2 separate regions of the Sus scrofa genome follow, and region 1 is linked to region 2. A link is a contact called in public HiChIP or PLAC-seq data. All regions are on one chromosome and are shown on one strand. Each heading gives the region's core, a stretch centred on a gene start, on an enhancer-like site or on the middle of the called end of the contact. The rest is flanking DNA. Distances are from core to core; before and after follow the strand shown.

Region 1 (5,957 bases), core at 322-2,821, 130 kb before region 2:
AGCCACAGAGCCCACAGACACACATGGGCCAGCCACAGACCCCACACTCACACACACACCTCAAACAGGCAAGCCCTAAACCTCACATACACAGACACACACCAGACACAAACAGGTTAGCCATATGAACTCCAAAACAACCTATACTTGTGCATCTAGGCCAGCCACATGCAACCTATTCCATAGATCATACACACACACAAACACACACACCTTCCCCCCCTCACCCCCACCCAAACCAGACAGGCCCTACACACCCCTGTGGGGCTGGGCCAACAAACAGACACATACCCTGAGAAGATGCCTCACACACACTATCACAGGCCCTGACAGGCCAGCCACACACAAACCCACAGCCAACCAGACACACATGCGCCCTTGGACCTTGCTTAGGTGCTGTGAGGCTCTGGGCTTCCCAGCCCATATCTCTAACCCCACCCAGAAATCCTGGTGCTTCCTCTCTCCAACATTGTCACCCCCCACACTGTTTGTCACTTCCCCTAGGAGGCCCAGTTCAACAGCCTCAGGCTTTCATAGGGTGTGGGCCTATTTTCTCAGCACATCCCCTGAAAATGAGGTACCCAGGATCTCAGCCAGGCTCAGGCCCCCCAAGACTTCACCAGCAGCATGGAGGGGGGGTGACAGAAACAGCTTTGTGGGAAACTCCCCTCGTGCCCAGCTGAGTCAGCCTGAGGAGACAAACTCTCCTCTCCTTCCTGCTTCCAAGAAAACTGAGCAGCTTCCTCTCCAGGAGAGGGGTGAGGGACCCCCCAAACCACAGAGATTGGGTAGGGAAGCTGCTGGCAAGCCAGGGTTCCTGGGGGGAGGGCCTCCGTGATTCTCAGCCTTTTCCTGCCAGCTGCCTGTCCACACCCAGGGGCAGGGACGAGGGAGTCTGGGTGCTGTGACTTGCGGGTTCTCGCCCTGGCCTGCCCACTGGCTGACTCACCAGCAGCCCCCAGCCCAGTTTTCTATTAAGGGCCCTGCCAGCCAGTGGAGCCGGCTGTGTGTGTGGGGGGGGGGGTGGGGGGGTGTCACCAGGCTATTTATAAGAAGGAGAAGTCCCTCCTGCCAAGGCCAAAAGCCCCAGAGAGACCTGTGGGTGGGGGTGGGAGAACTTCCTCCTTATCCAGTCCCCTAGGCCCCCGGGCCCTGGGCATGAGGGAAGCCTGGACACAGACTCCTTGGGCAGATGCTGGTCTGGAACCCAGGGCCTGGGCAGTCCCCAGCTGCTAGTCTGGGCACCCAGGGCTGATGGAGGAGGGGGCTCTCCTCTCTGGGCCAGCCTTGGCGCCAGTGGGACGGCGTGAGGGGGTGGTGCCCAGGCCACAAGGGTGAGACTGGCAGGGGCCTGGAACCGGCTGTACCAGCTCAGCTGGGCCCCCGCCCTCCCTCACTGGCCCATCCCCACCCCCTGCTCAAACACCCGTGCAGAGTGCAGAGAGTGACCCGACCCCACTCCAACATGCCGGCCTGCCCCCAAACACACTAGCACCCCTCTGCCCTGTGCCCAACCCTGTTTGTCTAAAGGATAAAGGAGACCTTTTTTTTTTCTCTTTCTTTTTCGGGACCCAGGTGTGGCATATGGACGTTCCCAGGCTAGGGGTCGAATCAGAGCTACAACTGCCGGCCGGCCTACACCACAGTCACAGCGATGCCGGCTCCGAGCCACTTCTGCGACCTACGCTACAGCACAGGGCAACTCTGGACATCCTCATGGATACTAGTCGGGTTCTTTTCTGCTAAGTCTCTATAGGAATTCCAGGAGACTCTTCTTGAAAGGGCCTGCAGAACTTGACAAACAGCTGGCACTGCATAAATGCCTCTCTAGTTGTGATTATCCACACAAAAAGAGCTGAAATTCTGGAGTCAGACATCTCAAGTTCTAGATCAATTCCAGTGCTTATAGCTATGTGACATGGGGCAAAGTTCCTTACCTTTCTGTTCCTAAGTTTTTTAGTCTGTTAAATGGGGATACAAAGAGCATGCATTTCGCTGGATTGTTGGAAACAGGCAATGAGTTATTCCATGTAAACCACTTAGAAGAGTGCCTGGCCCATGGTAAGAGCCATATAAGTGTTAGCTATTAAAATAATAATTATTATTTCTCAGTCTGTTGGCCTGTCTCAAGAGTCTCTGAGTTTGCATGACTCTAATCTTGCATCTCTCCCTGCCCTGACCCCCACCCCCATACATCCACTTTTCCTTGCTCAGGCCTTGCCCTCCATCTCTACGCTCATGGGCCAGTCTTGCCTCTCTCCAAGGCTCCCCTGGCACAGCCAGCTTCAGCACTGGTCAGGGATGACTCACTGTGTACTCCTAGCCTGTGGGACCTGCAGGTTAGCCTCCTGAGATGCTGCCCTCCAACCAGACCTGCCCAGCCCCCCAACACTACCCCGTTGCGCCCCCGCAGGGCCCAGCCAGATGTCAGCTGCAGTTATTAGCATGGGCGGGAGACACAGGCCTGGCAGCATGCCTGCCAGACTCAGCGGCCACTGGAATCTCCCTTGAGCCTGGGGAGGGGGAGGGGAGCAGTTCAAGCAAAGGAGGAGGGGAGGGGGTACCCAGAGGTCACAAGGACCCTCCAAAGATGGGGACACCCCCAGCTTCTCATGGGACCTTCCTCCCCAACACCACCACCGGCTCTGCTGGACTTCCCCCTGCCCCCACATAGCTCAGTTTCTCTTTCGCCTCTTTCGTTTTCCTTCTCTCCTCCACACTTGGTGAGCTGTGTCTGCCCTACAAAGGCTGGCTATCTCCTCTCCCTCAGCCTAAGTCTACCCTAAAGAAACTTCCATGTTTCCAAAAGATAGACATGTCTCTTTCAAGACAGAGAGGAGACAGATACTGAGAGGCTCATCTCTGGTTCTAGTGGCTCATAGCCTACCTCCTGGAAGTCCCACCTTAAGTATAACTAAAGCCTCAGCATCTAAACCTTCACCCATTTTGGGGAAGAGGCTCTGGAGAGGTTCCCTCAGATTCGACTCATGGATTTTCAGGTCCTCTCTGTCAGCAGGGGAAGGGAGCCCTCAGATGAGGGAGTGTGGATCCCCCTTTGGGTATTCTGGATGGTGAGGAGACCCTCACACTAAAATAGGAGTAGGGCCTCTCACCCACGTGAGTGAAGGAGGAAGCACCCCAGCCCCTAGGGATGTATTTGGGGAAGGACCCCAGATCTCCTGGCAGAAAGTAAGGGCACCCAGCATGAGGTAGGAGGCCGTCGTGCCCGCCCGCCCAGGCGCCGGGGTCGCCCAGAGGCATTGGCGCGCCCCTTCTGCGCCCATCGGGCCGGGGGCGAAGTCCGACCCAGGCCCGCGGGCAGGCGCGGACCTGCCAGGCTGGGTCGGGCTGGGCAGGGCCTGGCAGGACGCGGCCCCAGAGCGGCTGGGTGGGGCTGGGCCAGGAGGCCGTGGGGGCCCCGGGGGCGGCGGTCGGGGCTGGTCGGGACTAGCCGTCTGGGGGCCCGGGCGCGCCCTGGGACCTGGCAGATACTCGGGCTCCCGGCTCCTGGCCGGGGGCCCCGGGACAGTGCTGACCCCACCCCTTCCTGTGCCCTTATATGGGCGTCAGAGAGAGACTCCGGGGGCCGCCCCGCCCCCAGTCCTGCCTGCGGACTCCGGCCTGTTGCCTTGGCGACCAGGCCCCGCTCCCCGGCGCGTCCCCCTCCGTCCGGCTAATGGAACCGTCCCCGGATTGCTAGCCTTTACGACACTAGGGCTGAACCACTGCAGGGGTGGGGGTCGATGACTGGGGACCTCTGCGGTTGGGTGTGTTCCGCTCGCTCTGACTTCCTCGGGGGTCGCAAGCCCAGGTTCCTCTTCCGAGGCGCAGGACCCGGCTGGACCCAGGGCGGGGCATATGGTCCCGTAGGATTCGAGTGACGGAGGCAGGGCCCGGCTCCTTCCCCCGGGGCTGTTGCCACACTTCCTGCCGCGGCGCTCTTTCCCCAGCCTGTTTCTAAGGAAGAGTGGGGTTGGGCGACCGCGCCCCGGCCGTCAGGCTGGGTCCAGGCACCAGGAGTCTTCACGGTGTCGGTCAAGCCGAGGATCACTGGGGGAGGGCTTTGGGGGTGGGGAGAGAGTATACTGGAACTTAGAGGTCACTCACGAGAGGGGGCGCCCATCATGGAAGATCTAGCAGTCCAGGTATCCTGGATCCTCAAAGACCCTTCCTCCCATGTTTCAGCCAGGGCCCCTCCCTTAGTGTCATCCCAGCTCCGAGGGGGTGCCCCGACCCTTCTAATTCTTTTTCATCGGGGCTTCGCAGTTGACCCCAATGACCCCTAGCCTCTGACAACGTCCCAGTCTTCTACCCCACATATTTTCCTTGACTCAGTGTACCCCAGAACCCTCACTTTTTCTGCTTATCTGGGTCCCCCCAGTTCCTTACTCTTCCCATGTAGGGGGCTCTCAGTCTCATGGATCCCAAGACCCCTACTAATTTTTTGCACAACCGGTCCTCCACCCGCTCCCGTGTACCCTTTTGATCTCTTATCCCTCCTTATTTTTCCTGGGTTCAGTTTCTCCTGTGAAAATTCCAGTCCCTCACCTCTGCTATACCTGGGACCCCTACTCAGTTCCTGCGTCTCCGTACTCTTCCTCCGTCTACGTTGCTTAACCTTCCTTTTTCTCCTTTGCTGGGTCTGTCATTGTATTCTCAGGCTTCCAACCCCTCTGCCATACTCTGGATCCCTCAGGCCTTTGCGTGTGCACCCCGGGACCACCCCCCACCACACACACATTTGCTCTGTACCAGTTCCTCGTATTCTTCATCGCGTACTCCAGGGGAATCATGGCTCTCCCTGGAGCCTCTCCCTGTCTACTTCGGACCGCCCCAGCCCCCTGCTCCCAGCGCACCTTAGGGTCCCCTGAACCCCTCCCCCTGCAGCCGCGCCGAGCCACCCAGCCCGTGGCCGCTGTTTACAAGGACACGCGCTTCCTGACAGTGACGCGAGCCGCCTCCTCCCCTTCCCCACGCTCCAGGAGGGGGGCGCGGGGGCCCGGCTCTAGAGACGGCCAATCGGAGCGCACTTCCGTAGCTGACAATCGCCGTATAAAGGCGTGGGGCTCCGGCTGAGCGGCCGGGACCTTGAGCGCGGCCAGGCCAGCATCGGAGCCAGCAGGGAGCGGGGAGCAAGGGGGAAGCGACACCAAGAAAGCGAGCGCGCAAGAGAGGGGCAGAGGGGCTCGAGGAGCCGCACCGAGCTTCTGCGCACAGCCGCTGGCTGGTCTCTCCCGGCCGGTGCCAGCCCCCGGGAACGCGCGTCCAGACACCCAGTCCAGACACCGCCGCGGACTGCGCGCTGCTCGCTGCAGCGAGGCCCGGGGCGGCCCCGCAGGGACCCCCTCAGACTGTCCGGGCCGCCCGGATGTGCACTAAAATGGAACAGCCCTTCTACCACGACGATTCTTACGCAGCAGCGGGATACGGCCGGACCCCGGGCGGCCTCTCTCTACACGACTACAAACTCCTGAAACCCAGCCTGGCGCTCAATCTGGCCGACCCCTACCGAAATCTCAAAACACCCGGGGCGCGGGGTCCCGGCCCAGAGGGCAGCGGTGGCGGCAGCTACTTTTCCGGCCAGGGCTCGGACACAGGCGCGTCGCTCAAGCTTGCCTCTTCGGAGCTGGAGCGCCTGATCGTCCCCAACAGCAACGGCGTGATCACGACGACGCCCACGCCCCCGGGACAGTACTTTTACCCCCGCGGGGGTGGCAGTGGTGGAGGTGCTGGGGGCGCAGGGGGCGGCGTCACCGAGGAGCAGGAAGGCTTCGCCGACGGCTTTGTAAAAGCCCTGGACGACCTGCACAAGATGAACCACGTGACGCCCCCCAACGTGTCCCTGGGTGCCAGCGGGGGGCCCCCAGCCGGGCCCGGGGGCGTCTACGCGGGTCCAGAGCCACCTCCCGTCTACACCAATCTCAGCAGCTATTCTCCAGCCTCTGCGCCCTCCGGAG
Region 2 (5,906 bases), core at 1,187-3,686:
CACTACAGTCTGTTTTGGCTATACTTCCCCCCTGATAATTGGCTAATTACTGGAGATTAATGTTGGTAAACAGAAGCCTTCTTCTCCTCTGCCATCTGCTTCTCCATTATTTCTCCACTGCATCCCTCTTACTCTTCCCCCTGAAGCCCCAGAGTTAATGGGCATGGCCTAGAGTCCCTGAGTAATCAGAGCCAGGGAAGGTGGGGATCCCTGGCTCCAAATGTTGGGGAAAGAACGAGGGTGCCCAGTGAGGGGTGTGATAAGAGGATGTAGAGCTCTCCAGGGGTGGGGCTATTAGGCAGCAAGTTTTATTGGGAAAATAGTTTAGGAGCTGGGTGTTTCAGAGTCTGCTGGGTCCTGGGCTGCAGCCGCGGCCATTGCAGCAGCTCGCGCCTCCTTCTTCTTTCTTTGTTTCTCCTCCTTGAGGCGCTTGCGATGCTGCTTCTCCATGTCCTGCAGCAGCTCCTGGAAGCGAGCACTCCTTGGGTCCACGTGGTATCCCAGGCGCTCCTGGGCCTCAGCCTGCAGCCGGGCCCTCCGATCCTTGTCTGCTTGCTCCTTCTCCCTTCGCTCTTGCTGCTGCTGCCTCCAGTTCTCAATCATCTGTGGCATCTTAGCCATGCACTCTTCAATGAGCTGCTCCCTGCAGGGGAAGGAGGGTGGTCAGTGAGGGGAGCCACACTCAGCCAGAACAATACCCATCCAACGCTACCTAGGTCCCAAGCCTTTGCCCATATCCTGCCTCTCCCAACTCCCCATGTCGCCAGATGGACCGGGAAGACTTGTGGTGGCCATTTAAGCTGTCAAAAAAAAGCCCTTGACAAGTGAAGAGAGGCAGAAGAGAGAAACTTGTATGTGGCCTTCAGCATGTGAGAACCAAGCCCCAATAACCCCCAGAAGCAGACCCCAAGTCAGCCCAACACTTCCCTGAGCTGTCTACTGAGCCATGTGAGTGCCACAGGTTAGGTGCAGCTCACGCCTTCATCCTACAGACATCACTGAGCATCTGCTGTTCGCCAGGCCCAGTTCTAGGCACAGACATACATGAAGGCAAGAAATGGATTGGACCTTTTCCTCCCATCCTATGAGTTTATGGGTGTCAGTCAGTGTCCCATTTTAAGAATTAGGAGCTCCAGCTAGGATAACTGGAGTTATCAGAGTCAGGTTCACAGCCTAATTCTACTGTTCACTGCCTGGGTGACTGGACAAGAGAATTCACCTTCCCAGGCCTCAGTTTCTGCATCTCTAAAATAAGGATGAGTCCCTCTTAGAGCAGTTGTGAGGACAAGAACAATAAACACCAGGAACACACTTGCCTGCCTTTGGGTGCCCCTTCCCTCTAGTAAGTGGTGCCATCCCAAAGTCCCTGGTCTTGCCTCCACCTGACTCCCACGTCTGGTCTCTGCCCTTGATTCCATACCCATCACCTCCCCCTCTTCCCCAGCCACACTGTTCCTTAAAGCACATTCCTGCCTCAGGGCCTTTGCACCAGATATTCCCTCTACCCAGAACACTCTCCCTAAGATCTTCCCTTGATTATGTCTGCTCTTTCAGGTCTCTACTTAAACTTTTTTATTTTGGCCGCCCTGCGGCAAAACCGGATCCTTAACCGACTGTGCTGGGCCGGGGACTGAACCCGTGTCTCAGCCCTCCCAAGAGGTTGCTGATCCCATTGCACCACAGCGGCAGCTCCTGCTTAAACATTTAAACATCAACTCCTCAGGCCTACCAAACCTAAGTCACCCTAAGGTGTGCAGTTCTCCAACCAATTTTATCTTCCTAATGGCTCTCAACAGATATCATCTTTGTTTTGTTCCCTGCTGTGTCCTCAGGACCCAGGATTAGGCCTTGCACACAATAGGCGCTCCATAAAGACTTGCTGATGAATGACTAAATGAACTGTTCAGAAGTCTGTTTTGTAACTAGGTGAGCATGCACGTAAATACTGCATTTAAACCCCGCGGTAAGCGCCCAGGGGAGTAAGCACTGTTTGGAGCAGAGTTCACCCACCGACCGAAGCACCGCGCCAGACCGCACGCACGCACCTGGCTTGACGCTTCTGCTCTTCTGCCAGCTGCTGCACCCGCAGCGATTCCTGCATGGCTGCCAGGCTCGGGTACCATTCGCGCTCCTCAGCCTCCAGCTCGCGCAGCTGTTCCTGCGACGGCCACAGAGAACCGGCGGCCACTCCGGAGGCGGCGCCATGCCGCGCGAACTGCTTAGCCGCGTAGCGCGGACTCAGCTGCCAGCGCGGGGTAAGCGGGTCATCCGGGTCGGGCCACCTGGGCTCCTGCGAACGGCGCGGGGGCGGCCGTGCCCGGTAGCCTCGAGAGCCCTGGCCCAGGGTCGTTACCAGGCGGAGCAAAGTGCGCGCCTGCTGCACGGGCGCAGCCATCTTGGCCGTGCGGGGTCCTAGGAGCTGGCCGGGCTGGCTAAGGCGCTGCCTGCGCGTGAAGTCCTCTGCGGGCCAGGAGGAGGAGAAGAGGTTCGCTGATGCCTCAGTTCCGGGCAGGGAGCAGGAGAGAAGAGGTGTAATTATTTTTACACATCTTTAAGTATAATTTTACATTAATTATTTATTTGTTAATTTATTAAAATTATTAAATTTTAATTTTATATTTTAAAAATAGCATTTAATTTTTATATTAAACTTTAAATGTTTAAAATTTAAACAATTGTTTAAATATCTATTTAAAAATTCACATATTTCAATTTAAGATCAATCTACTTACTTATATTTAATTTAAATGCTTGAAATCGAGTTAAAGTGTTTAGGGAGTTCCCATCGTGGCGCAGCGGAAACGAATCCAACTAGGAACCATGAGGTTGGGGGTTCTATCCCTGGCCTTGCTCAGTGGGCTAAGGATCCGGCATTGCCTTGAGCTGTGGTGTAGGATGCAGACCCGGCTCTGATCTGGTGTTGCTGTGGCTCTGGCATAGGCCAGCGGCTGCAGCTCTGATTAGACCCCTAGCCTGAGAACCTCCATATGCCGCAAGGGCGGCCCTAAAAAGACAAAAAAAAAAAAAAAAAAAAAAAAAAAGGTTAAAGTGTTTAAGTTGTACATAAATACTTATTTAAATATTGCTTATATTAAATATTTATTTATTTATTTTTAAATCTTTTTTTAAGGGCCGCACCCATGGCATGTGGAGGTTCCCAGACTAGGGGTCCAATCGGAGCTGTAGCCACCCACCTACACCACAGCCACAGCAATGCAGGATCCGGGATCTGAGCTGCATCTTCGACCTACACCACAGCTCATGCCACAACCAAATCTTTAACCCGCTGAGCAAGGCCAGGGACTGAACCCGCATCCTCATGGATTCTAGTCGGGTTCGTTAAGGGCTTAGCCACTAAGGGAACTCCCCAGAATTTTAATTTTGAATAATTATGTAAAGCTTTATTTAACATTTTAAATATTTACATTTCTATTTAAAACATTTATTTAAATTTGTATGTAACTATCATTTAAGATAGTTATGTAGAAAGCTTGAGTTCTATTGTATAGAGTTCCCTTGTGGTGCAATGTGTTAAGGATCCAGTGTTATCACTGCAGAGGCTTGGTTGCTCCTGTGACCCAGGTTCCATCCCTGCTGGGAACTTCCGCATGCCACAGTCACAGCCAAAACAAAAAAACAAAAGCCCAGATAAATTCTAGTGTAAATATTTACTTTATGCCTTTTAATTTTTTTTTTTTTAGCCTCACTTTCGGCATGTAGAATTTCCTGGGCCAGGGATTGAACATGTGGCACAGCAGTGACAATGCCAGATCCTTAGCCTGCTAGGCCACCAGGGAACTCCTAATTTAATTTTTTTGTATTTTAAAATGTTTAAAGTGATTGTGGTGCAGAAATTAAATACTGTTTTTTAAAATCTTATGGCCACACCTGAAGCATATGAAAATTCTTGGACCAGGGATTGAATTCATGCTACAGCTGTGGCAGCACCAGATCTGTTAAGTCACTGCTCCAGGTAGGGGATCGAACCCTCACCTCCACAGAGACCTGAGCTTCTGCAGTCGGATTTGTAATGCACTGTGCCACAGAAGGATCTCTTAATTTCTATTTTTAATTTCTTAATTTTTTTATTTTTTGCTTTTTAGGGCTGCACGCACGGCAGGCTAGGGGTATCAGAGCTACAGCTGCCGGCCTACACCACAGCCACAGCAACGTAGGATCTGAGCTGCATCTGTGACCTACACCACATCTCATGGCAACACCGGATCCTTAACCCACTGAGCAAGGCCAGGAATCAAACCCACATCTTCATTACCACTGAGCCACAACAGGACCTCCCAGAGTTTCTGTTTGGGATGATGAATAAGTTCTGGAGATGGACGGTGATGATGGTTGCACAACATTGTGAATGTGTTTAATACCACTGAACAGTACCCCGAGAGATGGTTAAAATAGTAAATTTTATGTTAGGTGTATATTTTATCACCCCCCAATTTTTTTTTTGCAGTTTGCTTAGTGAGCCAGGAAGCCTGGATAAGAGTTTCCATACTTCATGGCAGTACCATATATCTCATATATATTAATCTCAAGCTAGAAACAGTCCAGACCTGAGTCCATCTGCAGTAGAATGGATACCTAAAATTTGATGTTTCAGCTAACAGACTACCACACAGGAATCCATGAGCATTTGCCACTGTTTACAGCAATGTGGATAATTCTCATAGACACCTATGCAACAAAGGAAGCAGGCCCCAAATGATTCTTTTTCATAAAAGAATGCTTTTCAGGAGTCCACGTTGTGGCTCAATGGAAACGAACCCGACTAGTATCCATGAGGACACAGGTTCGATCCCTGACCTTGCTCAGTGGGTTAAAGATCCAGCATTGCTGTGAGCTGTGGTGTAGGTCGCAGATGTAGCTTGGATCCTGCGTTGCTGGGGCTGTGGTGTAAGCTGGCAGCTATAGCTCCGATTTGACCCCTAGCCTGGGAACCTTCATATGCCATGGGTACGACCCTAAAAAAAAAAAAAAGAAAAAAAAAAAGTTTTTCATTGTGTAAAGTTTACACAAATCATCCTTTTTATATAAAGTTGAAAATCCTGGTCATTATGAATGTGCACCTTAAGGGATAAAAGAGAAAGGAAAGGCAGGCAATGATTCTTCTGGAAGTCAGGATGGGATGCCTCTGATGGCAATGAGGAGACATCTGGGTTGTGGTCACATGGCAGGGGGTGGGGGTGGGGTGGGAGGGGTTTGCTTTGTAACAGGTCACTGAGCTGGGCATTCCCATTCTGTTTGCTTTTATCTAAGTGAATTATATTCAGTGTTAGTTTTGATCTGGGCTTCATGATGCCTGAGTTATAATTATTCTTTCAGTTGTATATAACCGTATATGTGTGGGTTGCATGCTTTCCTGTAGATTTATTATATTTCACAATTTTAAAAATGAAAATTCAAGCAACAAAAAGGATTACAGTGAGAACGAGAGAAGTCAATTTCTGGAGTTCCTGCTGTGGTGCTGTGGTGCAGTGGGTTAAGAATCCAACAGTAGCAGCTCAGGTCACTGCAGAGGTGCATGCATGTTCAATTCCCGGCCTGGCACATCAGGTTAAATGATCCCAAGTTGCCTCCACAGTTGCAGCATAGGTCACAGATGTGGATTGGATTCAGTCCCTGGCCTGGGAACTTCCATATACTGTGGGTGTGGATATAAAATTTTAAAACAATAATAATAGGAATTCCTATTGTGGCTCGGCAGAAACTAATCCGACTAGTATCCATGAGGATGCAGGTTCGATCCCTGGCCTCGCTCAGTGGGTTGGGGATCTTGCGTCAGTGTGAGCTGTGGTGTGGGTTGCAGACATAGCTCTGATCCCGAGTGGCTATGGTGTAGGCTGGCACCTGTAACTCTGATTTGACCCCTAGCCTAGGAACTTCCATATGCCGCA

Evidence for each region. HiChIP or PLAC-seq counts read pairs in DNA pulled down with a chosen protein or histone mark.
Region 1: a contact with region 2 is called in an H3K27ac HiChIP or PLAC-seq map of alveolar macrophages. The contact joins the promoter of JUNB here to the promoter of GADD45GIP1 in region 2. A contact is called at or near these places in 2 of 5 promoter capture datasets (fetal liver and liver), 1 of 47 Hi-C or Micro-C datasets (liver) and 1 of 2 datasets of contacts at active chromatin or transcription factors (alveolar macrophages).

What each region holds. Positions count from the first base shown.
Region 1 is chr2:66,215,049-66,221,005 of Sscrofa11.1, reverse strand. JUNB (transcription factor jun-B) reads left to right here and starts at 1,571. Exons shown (of 1, transcript XM_005674483.3): 1 at 1,571-5,957. The coding sequence starts at 5,369.
Region 2 is chr2:66,083,951-66,089,856 of Sscrofa11.1, reverse strand. GADD45GIP1 (growth arrest and DNA damage-inducible proteins-interacting protein 1) reads right to left here and starts at 2,436. Exons shown (of 2, transcript XM_003123339.4): 1 at 2,046-2,436; 2 at 279-643. The coding sequence starts at 2,395. The coding sequence ends at 325.